2 separate regions of the Sus scrofa genome follow, and region 2 is linked to region 1. The links are chromatin contacts, called in public HiChIP or PLAC-seq maps. All regions are on one chromosome and are shown on one strand. Each heading gives the region's core, a stretch centred on a gene start, on an enhancer-like site or on the middle of the called end of the contact. The rest is flanking DNA. Distances are from core to core; before and after follow the strand shown. Region 1 holds the start of RNF150 (RING finger protein 150). Region 2 overlaps RNF150 (RING finger protein 150).

The links. HiChIP or PLAC-seq counts read pairs in DNA pulled down with a chosen protein or histone mark.
Region 2: an H3K27ac HiChIP or PLAC-seq map of skeletal muscle shows a contact between it and region 1. The contact joins the enhancer-like site here to the promoter of RNF150 in region 1. A contact is called at or near these places in 9 of 47 Hi-C or Micro-C datasets (embryonic fibroblasts, fetal heart ventricle, heart right ventricle and 4 more) and 1 of 2 datasets of contacts at active chromatin or transcription factors (skeletal muscle).

The regions. Positions count from the first base shown.
Region 1 is chr8:86,084,891-86,091,036 of Sscrofa11.1, forward strand. It overlaps RNF150 (RING finger protein 150), which reads left to right and starts at 3,048. Exons shown (of 8, transcript XM_021101554.1): 1 at 3,048-4,292. The coding sequence starts at 3,794. LOC106504720 (a long non-coding RNA gene) reads right to left here and starts at 343. Exons shown (of 4, transcript XR_001298412.2): 1 at 120-343.
Region 2 is chr8:86,146,730-86,152,875 of Sscrofa11.1, forward strand. The region is part of intron 1 of RNF150 (RING finger protein 150); the gene reads left to right. Among named protein-coding and RNA genes, the nearest start is that of RNF150, 62 kb to the left of the region's middle. Within about 2 kb of position 2,407, at least 6 of the 83 cell types and tissues checked have an H3K27ac peak or open chromatin away from gene starts, as enhancers often do. A contact at or near this core is called in skeletal muscle, where this site is marked.

The DNA of each region.
Region 1 (6,146 bases), core at 1,798-4,297:
TGTCTGGTCCAGGAGCCAACCCAGGATTGTTTATTGCATTTAGTTGTCATGCCTCTTAAGACCAATTGATTTTTCTTTCTCTGTCTCATGTAAACTTAAGAGTTTTAAAGAGTACAGACCTTTCATTTTGTAAGATGCTTCTCACCCTGTGTCCATCCAATGTTTCTCCACGTCCACACTCATTCTTAGCAGGATGTAACAGGAAAGATGCCGTGCTCTGCTCAGCACATCACATCATTGACACCAAGCAGGACCCTGTGCGACTCCAAGATCCAAATCCTTTCTGTGTCCCCCATTTCTTGTTTGTAGGAAATAGGCTTCATTCAGCTTCCTTGACCTTCCCTGAGCTCCAAACGTTGTTCAAACAGTTGCTGATCAGGGAAGGGAGGGAAAGCAGAAATGAGGAAGGGGCAGTCAAGAAATAGTGCAGCCTTAGGGTGCATTCTTTGTTCCTCCTCCAGGAATATATATAACAATATCTTTGAGTCCTTCTGCTGGATCTAAGGCCTTCATCCAGGAAGAATGGTAATTTCAGGCTGAGCACAGGATTCCTAGAGTACCAACTGTTCCCTAACCACCAACCAATCAGAAGAAAGACACACACCCTGTAGCCCTCATCCCAAATTTTGCCTTTAAAATTTCTCATCCCAAACCATCAGGGAGTTCAGGGTTTTTTAGTTTGAGCCACCCATTCTTCGTGCTTGGCCCTGCAATAAATCTTTCTCTGTTTCAAACTCCGATGTTTCAGTTTGTTTGGCCTCACTCTGTGCAGGGCACATGGACTTTTGTTTGGCGGCACCTGATATGATTTGATCCCTTCCTGGTGATGTTTATCTTGATCACCTGGCCAATTGGGTGTCTTCCAGGGTTCTCTTCAAAGAAGTCTCCTTTTCCCCCCTGTAATCAATAAGAATTTTTTGGAAGATACTTTAAGACTAGGTTAATATCCTGCTTTGGCTCAAACATCCACCCACCAGCTTTAACATCCACTGAGGACCTGCCAGAATCAACCAACATGGCCAAATGGTGACTTAACTATTTCCATCAACCATAAAAGAAGAGCTGTCCCTTATTTTTCATTTATTTATTTACTCCATCATTATTTATCCATTTATATTAGCATACATTCATGGACTACTGTTCTATCCAACAGGTTGTAATCACTTACTATCATTATTTATTTTGGTGGTCTATTTATCCCAGATTTGACCAGTAGGAGCTCTTTCCAGCTGGCTCATGTGTCCTTTTTGCATATTTCCATCATGCTTTGAGCACTTCTTACAAGAGTTTCCAAGATCACTTCATACTTTCCCAACCCAAGCCCTAGAATCAGCCCTGGTTCCATTTAATGGAGAAGAGTACTTAGAAACCTAGATCTTCTGGCCACCCACTGTGCCCATTTTTTTCTAGCTTCTGAATGACAATAGCTCTGCGGTATATATATCATGATTTCACACTCATTTTGGATCCAATCTAACACCTCGAGGTTTTTAATAGCTTTCTATCATTCCATATTTGAATTTCCTTCTCCAGCACTAAGAAATCCAGCTCCCACGATATTTAATATTTCACTTATTTGCCCAGTGCCCCTGTAATTAATCAGTCTCCCAAGCAGGATGGAGATCAAGAATCTCCTTGATCCTTCCATCTCTTCAGCCTCTAACTTTTCCAAGGGAAGGAAAGGGCAGGGATAGTCATGCATTCTTAATGACACAGGTTCACCAAGTTTTGTGGCTGGAAGAAAATCACTAAGAGATAGAGAGATATGGGGAACCACTTTGGTTTGTGAGGCATCTGTACAAAACCTCACTGGGCTTTTTTAGGCAAAGGACACTTCCCTCAGATCTCTGGTGGTTCAGAAACGAGCAGCCAGGCAGTCTCCACTTTTACCTTCTTGGTTTTAGGCACTATAAAAAGCACTGTCCCAATTGCCTAGAAGCCTATTTTCTAAAATGACTAAGTTTAGGGAAACACACAAATCCAGCACATCCAATACCATAGGGACAAATTCCTCTAAGTGGTTCTTCTTGTGCCTGCTTCTAATTTGGGTACAGCTGGGAGTCTTTGCTCTCCCCTAACAGCTACCAGCTATTTGTACTGCTGCTGGAAAAAGAGCAGTTGTGCTGATGGACAGCCATTAACAGATTTCTGTAAACACACTAAAGTCCTGGGGAAAAGGTGGACGTTTGTTTTCATCATGAAGTGGGTCCTCGGAGTGCTCTGTGCCAGCTGGGAAGTAAAATGTGGGTGATTATGAACCATCAAGCAAATTGTTTTCGAGACTACAGGGCAGGTATCTCAAGCTAAGGAACATGACCGTGTGAAAAGATAACAACCAGTCAAACATTAGTTGGTAAAGACCTATGCTACATCACAGTTTTAAGAACACTACTCTAGAGGGGCTGTACGCTCTGTTGACTAGTTGTGATCTCTATGCCAGACTAGACAATACACTGTAGACAATAATAACCCAAACAAACCTGCTTTGCCTATTGATACTAAGTCCTCTGTTACCAGTCAGAACAACCAGAATAAGTAGTGAGGAAATATCTCACCTGATCTCTTTCCTTATAGAGTCAGAAAACACTCATTCTATAGGAAAACAAATGTCACATGCTTGCTGCCAGATGGTAAGAAAGAAGCCCATTTCTATACTCACCCTAATATAGAGTGGTTCCTAGATAAGCAGCGTCAGCATAACCGGGAAATTCATTAGAAAAGCAAATTCTGGAGCCCCACCCCAGAGATACGGAATGGGTAAAGGGGGCGCAGATGTACACTTCGACTTGACAGGCACTGTTCTAGATAGTCCGGGCCTGGTGCTGGAAAGAACCTCGCTACCAACTAGCCTTACCCGCTGGCCCTAGGACGGGTAATTAGGGAGCTCACCGCAGTTCCTCCTGCAGTTCGGAAAACTGACACACACATTTCTCTACTTTTACAGCGCAGGAAGCAAGAGGCGCTTCCTTTTTTGCCTCCACCTGGACCAAGTCGCTGATTGGTTTGAATTTGAGACCCGGCAGGGGTCGCTGCTGCCCATAGAGAGAGACCAAGGGAGCGTGGCACGCGAAGCCCAGTCTTTGACATCACACTAAGCTCCTCCTTGCACACACTAGACACACACACAAACATATACAGACACACACACACGCAGACGGCGTACTTCTCTCCGGCCGCTTGCTCCCGCTACCCGCGAGCCGGCCCCTCCCGAGGCAAGTGTGTGCCGGGCGCAGCCAGCAGCGCGGCTAGGAGCGGAGCGCCCTCAGCCAGAGGGACTCGCAGCAGTGTCGGCCGCCGCGCCCGGAGCGGGACCCGCTCGTCAGAGCGCTCAGCGTCAGCGGCCGGGACACCTTGGCGGCACCTCCGGCTGGAAGCAGCCGCCCCCGCCCCCGCCGGGGCTGCAGGACGCCAGGCCGCCACCCGGCACGCTGTTGGGCCCCCTGCCACCTCTACGAAAGCAGGAGAAGCCGGGCGAAGGAGCAAGACGCTCGGCAGCTGGACTCTGTCGCAAGCCCCTAGCGCCCCCTCATCCTGCGCCCTTTCGGCGCCCGCAAAGCGAGATGCAACCGCCGCGCTCCGGCTGAAAGGGGAAGGGGCCGCAGCCATCCGCTTGCCTGGAATCCGGTCCCCGCGGCGGCTGCGCGTCCCGGCCACGGCCCCTCGGGCCCAGGAGTGAGCAGGAGCGGTAGCAGGAGGAGGAGAAGCGGCCAGCCCGGGGTTGGCCAGGGCCAGGGAGGAGGGACGGCGCGGGGGGAGCGCGCGGGGGGCGGGGAGGGGGACCCGGCGGATAAAGATGGCAATGTCTCTCATCCAAGCGTGCCGCAGCCTGGCTCTCTCAACATGGCTGCTTTCCTTTTGTTTCGTGCATCTGCTCTGCCTGGACTTCACCGTGGCCGAGAAGGAGGAATGGTACACCGCCTTTGTGAACATCACCTACGCGGAGCCCGCGCCGGACCCCGGGGCTGGGGCGGCGGGCGGCGGCGGCGGCGGCGGATTCGCCGCGGAGCTGCACACGGAGAAGACCGAGTGCGGGCGCTACGGGGAGCACTCGCCCAAGCAGGACGCCCGCGGGGAGGTGGTCATGGCCAGCTCGGCCCACGACCGCCTGGCCTGCGACCCCAACACTAAGTTCGCCGCCCCGGCCCACGGCAAGAACTGGATAGCCCTCATCCCCAAGGGCAACTGCACCTACAGGGATAAGATCCGGAACGCCTTCCTGCAGAACGCCTCCGCCGTGGTTATCTTCAACGTGGGCTCCAACACCAACGAGACCATCACCATGTCCCACGCAGGTAAGAGGCTCGGCGGGCGCGGGGCGGGGGAGGGGAGCCCGAGAAGGATGGAGACGCCGAGAAGGACCCAGCGCCCGCCTCTCCCTCCTAGCTCCTTTCTGGAAAGTCTGTGCTTTGCGAAAGCCGCGTTTCTGTTCCTTGAACCTACTAAGTTTTGCTATGTGTTACTTCGTGGGGTCTCCAAAGAGTGGGCTAACTGCATGGGATGCGGGGAGGAACCAGAGAGTGTGTTCCATTTCGCCTTGTGCCACTCGGACCAGGCTTGGCCCAGGGGTGCTGGACTAACTTTTCCGAGTCCGATCTGGAAGGTGGGGGACGGGGGACAGAGCTCGGTTGTTGTTTTAGGCCAGTGACGGCCCGGCACCTGTTTGGAACCGGTAGATCTGATAACCCAGCTCTGCACTTGGGTTTGTGCATCAGGTATACTGCTGCCGGCGTGGCGTTTGTGTATCAGGAGGTGGGTAGGGTTACCAGCGCTGGCGCTTGCCACTGCTAACTTGCTCAAGTCGGGTTTCAGCTCTTCGTGGGAGATTAAGAGTAACCCCCGCCACCCACTGGGTTGACGCACGTCATAAATAATACTGAAAATCCTGTGCTCTGCCAGGCTGTCATCCGGAGAAGCTGACAGGCGGTCATGATGGTAAATAATAACAATCCCACAACAACCCAAGAAGAGCTGGTGGCCATAAAGTTATGCCGGCTTTTCCAGTATTGCATTATCTTTTGCCTGCTTAAATATGCTGAATGTTTTCTTTATGGCGAGAATGGAATTTTTTCTCAGGGTAGAAAGAATAAGCTTTTCCTAATGGTCGCAGGGTGCCTGGACTAGAAATCCATGACTGCCCTAAAACTCGCTGTCTCTCCCCGGGCCTGGTAGGAACAACAAGTCCTCTCCAGGCTTGTCAGCAGAAGCAGTTCGGTTCAGCAGCCTCACCTCAAGTCCAGGGTGGCTTGTTGCTTCAGTACCCCGGAGAACCTTGCCCTCTTTCCCCAGAGGAGTTGCTGGGTTGAGGCTGTGGCATCCGGAGGGAGGAGGAGAGAATAGAAGTTGCAGATGTGTTTTCTGACTGGAGTCTCCTAATCAAAAACATTATTAAAATCTAGCTTTTAAGATAAACAGTCATGCTATTGAAATGGAGTACCAAGCTTTGGCCACATGGGCGGGGTACTTGGGGGTACATTCCTAGAGCTCATGTCACCTATTAGGGAAATATAAGTTGATTTGCCTCTGGTCTTCAACACCAGCTGTTTTAGACAAGGAACTTGTGAGACCTAACTCAGACAGGTGGGGTGGGGGAAGTCCAATGCCAAGACATGGGCCAAAAACAATGCAGTGCATTAGTTATTGAAGAGGGGCAGAAGCAGTTAACTTCTTAGAATAGTTAGGATAGACATTGAGGAACGTTTGATACAGTTTCTTGAGTTTTGTAGGCAAGAGATGGTACTCTGATTTTGAGCCATAGAGCATGAATTAAACTTTATAATATTGAAGAATTTGGAGGTCTGTAGAAGAGCATTTTAAGACATGTAGAGTACCTTTGAAAACATATTTAGTATCTAAACTTCAGTGGGGGGAGTGTGAAGGAAGATTTTTCTGTTGTTGTTGTTCTTGAAACTCCAAGAAGATTGATAGCTGACTTTGCAGGATCCTTTGCATGTTTCTTTGAGCATAGGCGTGAAACCAAACTCACCGGCTTCGAACACAAAGTAAGAGGCATCGTTCATCCCTGTCTGAAAAGATTCTTCAGAACTGCCAACACATTGGATCAATTAATGGCTTGCCTGTGTTTACAGCAGTAAGCTGAATGTCCACAGAAATGGTGCTTGACTAAGATGTAGTGGGAATAAATAAAA
Region 2 (6,146 bases), core at 1,157-3,656, 61 kb after region 1:
TGAATTTTTCCATAGAGACCCTTAATTTTTACCTGTATTCTTAAATGATTATAGAAGTCTTCTATTCGGCTTTTTCTCTGGGCTTTTTGAGATGTTTTTCCATCTTAGCATAAAACGCCTTTATGAGAAATTCTTCTTTCTGAACTTGAAAATGGGAATCAAGGGTGAAAGCTTAAAAAGACCACCTTTTAGTAATTTATGGTTAAGTTGTTTGGCAGATAATTATGTGATGATATTGATTGATCATGAAAACCAATCTAGATCATTAGGATCAAGGAAATTTTTTCCTCAGCAGTAGGGAGATAATATGCCCTGAATTTAATCAAAGAGTACCCCTTCTCTGGTTTTGACCATGTCAAGCCAGGCACTTAATGCTTAACCTAGAACACTGGTTCTTGCATAGTAGTTAGATTGTACTAGTTAGATTGTACCTACCATATAGACACAGACTTTGAATGAATCCGATAAGTAACCTGTCAACTCGTTGCAAGAGCTTCAATAAAGCTGATCTATTTGGATTTTCCTAGAGCTGCAATAAAGTCGTCTATTCGTGGTATGTCTGATAGGACTGACCTGTTTTCTCTCCATAAAAAAAAAACAACAAATTTTTTTGACTTAGAATTCTAATAGATTAAGGATGACTTCAAACTTCTACCCCAAAAGATTGGCGACCTTGATTACTCTATCTGCATTCTTTTACAAATAATAAGAAATTGGTATTTTAAGCAAACTATTTTATCTGTTATTAAAGCAGTTCCACGTGAAAACTGAATTAGGCAAGATGATCTCTTTGGAATTAATTAATCTGAAGTTATTTAAAAACATGTTGTGTATAGTGGGTACTCAGTATTAATAATTCAGGCTTAACGCTAATTTACATTAATAGTCAACCAACTATTTTACATTATTTATGTTTTGTCAACCAAGTCAACCACATATTTTACATTATTTATGTGTTTAGTGTTTGGGGGAAAGATCTGCTTTGCAAACATTTGTAACAATATTCAGATAGAGTTAAGATTGCAGAGGCCTTTTAGTTTTACAAACTGTCACAGACCAGTGCTAACTAAGGTCCTAGAGCCTTTTGCTTAGAAAACTTTAGAACGTGTATAACTTCACTTAAAATAAAAACTTTTAATCTGAGTTCTTGATATGGATAACTGCTTTAGTATCAAGATATATCTGGATTTGTGTCTAAAACATTTTGAAAGTGTGAACTTAAAGGTTCCATAAAGGTGGCATTGGTATCTTTTTTTACATTAAACTTCAGAATCTGACTTGCTCTTTGCTCACTTGTTCGCAGTTTGGGGTCCCTTTTGACACCTTCTCCACAGAAAAGAAGCGTTGATATTGCTGCAAAGAATAAACTGAACTTACAGATCATGGAGACACCTGTTTCTGAAATGTAAGGTGTAATTCGTAGTGTACTGAAATTACTGAGGAAGGGATTGATATTTTTGCACATACACAGAACAGGTGATAGCTTTTTACAGTGGCTCCTTGCTCTAATGTTCCTGCATCCAGAGGAGAAGGGTCATAAGAGGAAATAATTTAACAGCAGGAGGAGGAACTTCATGCTGATTCATACCTTCCTGAAGTGAATACACTTGGATCGGATGAGTCAAATAGCATTGAGAAGGGTTAGAAAATAATCACAATGAAGAGATTGGGAAGGTGAAGCTGCTACCCATGCAGAGAAAATGCCTGCAATGTGTTATTTCGACCCAAGCAGCTTCTGGAAACAAGCCTTTTCTGAGGTTGCTGTATGAAGATAGTGGATTCCAGCCAGTTTCAGCATCCAGATGGAGATGGATTTGCTAGTTCTGCGCCATCTCTATTTGGGAGATCATATGACGTTGCGCGACTTTGTGTAGTTAGATGGAGGGCACGTTTGCTGAAGGAATCAGAATTTGATAGACAGTTGGAGTGAACATTGCCTCATAAGGCAGTGGTCTTAAGGTTTCAAGGCTAGTTTTTCCAGCGTTTGAGCTCTTGAGAAATATTACTACATTGCTGAGTCTAGTCTGTCTTTGGAGGAATTATAAGGAACTCCTTCCTTCTTAGAGCATACACACCCTAATCTGTTGTGTTTTAAAGCTCGCTTTTCATGAGGAGGCATCACTTAGTGGTTACCTAACAGCCACTGGTATAGAAAACTTAAAATATGTTGCAAACAGGAAGGGTTTATTGGCCCCCTATATTTAATTCTAGAAACGGTTTCTGTTTCAATATTTTAAAATAGTGTTTTCCTGTTTTGAGAGGGGTCAGGAACATTCAGAAACCCGTTATGTGATGAATTTCTCTCTGGCACTTTCCTTTGCTGCCCCTGCTCTTCACACACTGATCCCAAGCCTGTGGTGGCCACACCATAGGTCACAGTAACCCAGATGCAAGGTTCACTGGTGAAACCAGAGAAGCGGGTTGATTTGGAGACCTTTAGCCCTGTGATATACAAGGAACTTACTTAAGACTTGTCAGGGTATTTAACTTGCAGCTTATAAAGCCACATTGCAGTCAAACCCTCTGCCTCGCCCTTAATTCAACAAATAATCCTTGAGAAACTACCTCTCACCTCACTGATGTCCACCCCCCCCACCCCCATGTTACTGCTTTTGGTTTTTGTCTTTTATTTTGTGTCATTGACTTTTTAAGGCGTATAATGGAAATATAACTGATTAGGTTTTTAATAGAGGAAAGCCACACATAAAACATTCTAGTCATAACCCTTCACTTCACAGTATTCACAACCTGTAGGTCAAAACAGAAACACACATAGCTAATGATGGTTAAGACTTTCCACGTGCCTACCATGTAAAAGGCAGACTGGAGTATGTTTCCTTATTTAGTCCACAAAGATTCACATGCCACCTCTGCTCCTTTACTTTCTGTGTGGCTTTTGTTTTCTCTTGTGAAATGGGGGAATTAATGGTTCTGAACTCATGGGGGTGTTGCCAGCACTAAATTAAAGTAGGCTTAGTGCTTAGAATAGCATCTGACACACAGCAAATGTTCAATATGTGTTTTATGATTATTAAGTAGAGTTTTAAAAGTCAGAAGAAAAAAAATTGAGAAATGTTGAAGTTATTTGGTTACATCAAAGGAGTCCATTTTTTAACTGTGATTAACTCCGTTAATGGAGCCACCAATTGGTTGCTTAGGACTTTTTGTCATGGATTCATTGTAAAGTGGTTCTTAGAGTTCAATAAGCAAGAAAGGCTAAAGCTGAAACCTTCAACTAAAAGAGTGTGGCTACTGGTTATTCATATTTTGTCATTACAAACCACCCAACCATCCCAGACACATGTACATGTACACAGACACACACACACACACACACACACACACACATGCAGGGGATGCATACATATGCTAAACAGGATTTGTAAAATCTGCCAAGGAAAGAATATCGTATTTTTGTGTGTGTGTACCCGGAGTCCATAGCATGTTGTAAATAATCAGTTTGTTTTTGCTCATAGCCCTAGTTTTATCAGCTCCTTCTTGAAGAATTATAAACGATGTCAGCTCCAAACCAGCACTTTGCACCTATGACTGGTGGAAATGTAAGCTGGCACAGTCTTTCAGGAACATAGTTTGCTTATTTTTATCAAGAACTTTAAAAATAATTCATATTATTTACCTTACTAATTTAAACTCTTGAGAGTCTATCCTAAGGCAATAATGTTTATGTACAAAGATACTTGTCTGCATTTACTTATTATAAAATAAAACCTTTGACACACCTACATAACAGTAAGGACAGAAAGGGAGATGAAGAAGTAAACCTTGTATGCTTAAGTAGAATTTAAAATCCATGTCCTTTAGAGAGGCAGTTCCTTCAGTTTTAAAATGTGTTTTTGATCAATTGAGGTAGCAGCTATGTGATTCAGATCCTTTCCACCTGCTAGGTGGGATATACTATAAATAAACTAACTTGCTAATGACGCATTTAATGCAATGTTTATATGTATAAATTTGTGAATGAATGAGCATTGAAACTCTCTACAAAGATTTTCTTCAAATGACAAATGTAATATCTATAAAATATAGAATGCCTATATGGTAGAATCCCAGCTATCTAAACAGTACCTTGGAACAAGGTCAGCTGGCTGGATGCCATGTTGTTCAAAAGTGCTGCTTCTAAGCATAGTATTATGAGTGATTTTGCACCCCACGTGTCTTATACACTTGTATACCTTCCAAAGGGCTAGTGTGTGTGTGTGTGTGTGTGTGTGTTTGTTTCTCTTATAATTCAAACTTAAAACATTATCAGTCTTATATAAGACCTAAAAGAAAAACTCCTCACTCCATCCATTTAAGAAATAGGTTTTACTATAGTTTTTATTTCACTTTTGTATCTTACTTTACCTTGGGCGTAATATATTTCATTGTCGTTTTTTCACCTTTAAACAGCTTGTTTTTCTACTCTAGTATAAAAATAAGTCTTCCAAATCTTCAAATTTTTAAAGAAATCGAAAGATAACTCCACTACAGGTTATTTGAGGAAAGTATTTAGTGTGCTTATAACAATTCTGCAGCTCATAAGTATCTGATTCTCATTTCTTAAATGCTTCAATAAAGTTTAAAATCTATATACCTTGGGAGGTATCTCCTTTACTTTTGACGTTGGGTTTATTTATATCAATTGAAATAGAGCCAGCTTAATTCAGATCCTTTTGTGAGTAGGTGGAATATGCTATAATAAGCAGATTTGCTAATGACTCATTTAAAGTAAGATAAAATACTTTGTGTTACATTTTTATGAGTCTTTTATTTCTTAAATTTTTTCATGTGTAGCAGCCACTGTGGCCTCTAAACCAGGTGAGCCGACCTTTGCCAGGGTTCCTTTGAAGCAGTGATAAGAATTTGACTTTTTTCTTTGATATAGACTGTAACTAATTTTCTCTAAAACAAGTCAGATTTCTTTTACAGTGAGTTCAGTGCCATTTTCCCATTCATATGAATTGTGTTCCATTTCTCCCATCTTTTAGAAGTATTGCATTTTGTTTATTGGGGACCAGACTGGGCTTAAAATAGTGCATGCCTCTAGTCCGATTATTTTAAAGAATTATTTCTTTTGCTGCCGTCTAAGTATGAGGAAATATTTAGTGTTAATGAGTTCCTTTTTCCAAGCATCCTTTAGGAGTGTATTTTATTTATCCCCAAGTTTTGAGCAGATAGTTCTCTAGCTCAAAATTTATTTTCTGAAATGGTATGGGAAGAATAATGAAACCTTGCCATCACAAAATGGAAACTGAGTCCAGCATATCTCTGTGGGGTCTTATGTGGATGTACATCCATGGTCTAGCAGCATTTGAGGGGTGATAGCAAGCATCCTCTTTTTCCTTTGGATTTCTTACAATCGTGACATGATTTACATTAGTACATAACACAAATATAAGGCAAAAAAAGCCCCTACATCCCTCCTGCTTATACTTTACTCTTGATGTCTGTGTTTATTTTCAGATCTGTCTACCCTTTTCCTGACAACTGCCCAGAGTAATCATAGTAATTACTATAGACAGTTATCTCTAGTAATCCATAGACTCTCCTATCCTAAAATAGATTGTATATAACAGAGGTGTTTTTTTTTTATTCCTCAAATGAATTTATCACATCTATAACAGAGTTTTATGGCCAGCTTTCTCAGTCATGAAGATGAATACATTTTCAGTAAAACATAGAATTCTTGGAATTGAAATATAAGCTATGTAGAAATAATGTATGATACAGCGGAAGCTACAATAACATTTTATAAGTCTAGATGATTTCTTTTTGTCATTGGGAGATAGATCTGCTTCTTCACATAGCAGAGCATATATTCAGAGTTTTGTAATATCAAATAGCTTGTTATCAATTTTAGCTTTCATCCAATACTTTTCTTCTCTGAAATCAAAAGAATTGGCTAAAATATTAGAAACCAAAAATATGAACACCAAGCACACTGAAGCTGTATATTTTATTCTAAGGTGTGACTCTATAGATAAAAGATGATATTTTATTATCTTGTGAACTTTCTCAAAATAGCCAGATTCTTTAAATCTCAGATTTCTGGGTGAATTACCTCAATTTTCCATCTTACTTTTCCTATACAGGTAAAGCTAAAATTTCAACTAGAATTCTTAATGAATGATTGATGATATTTAACA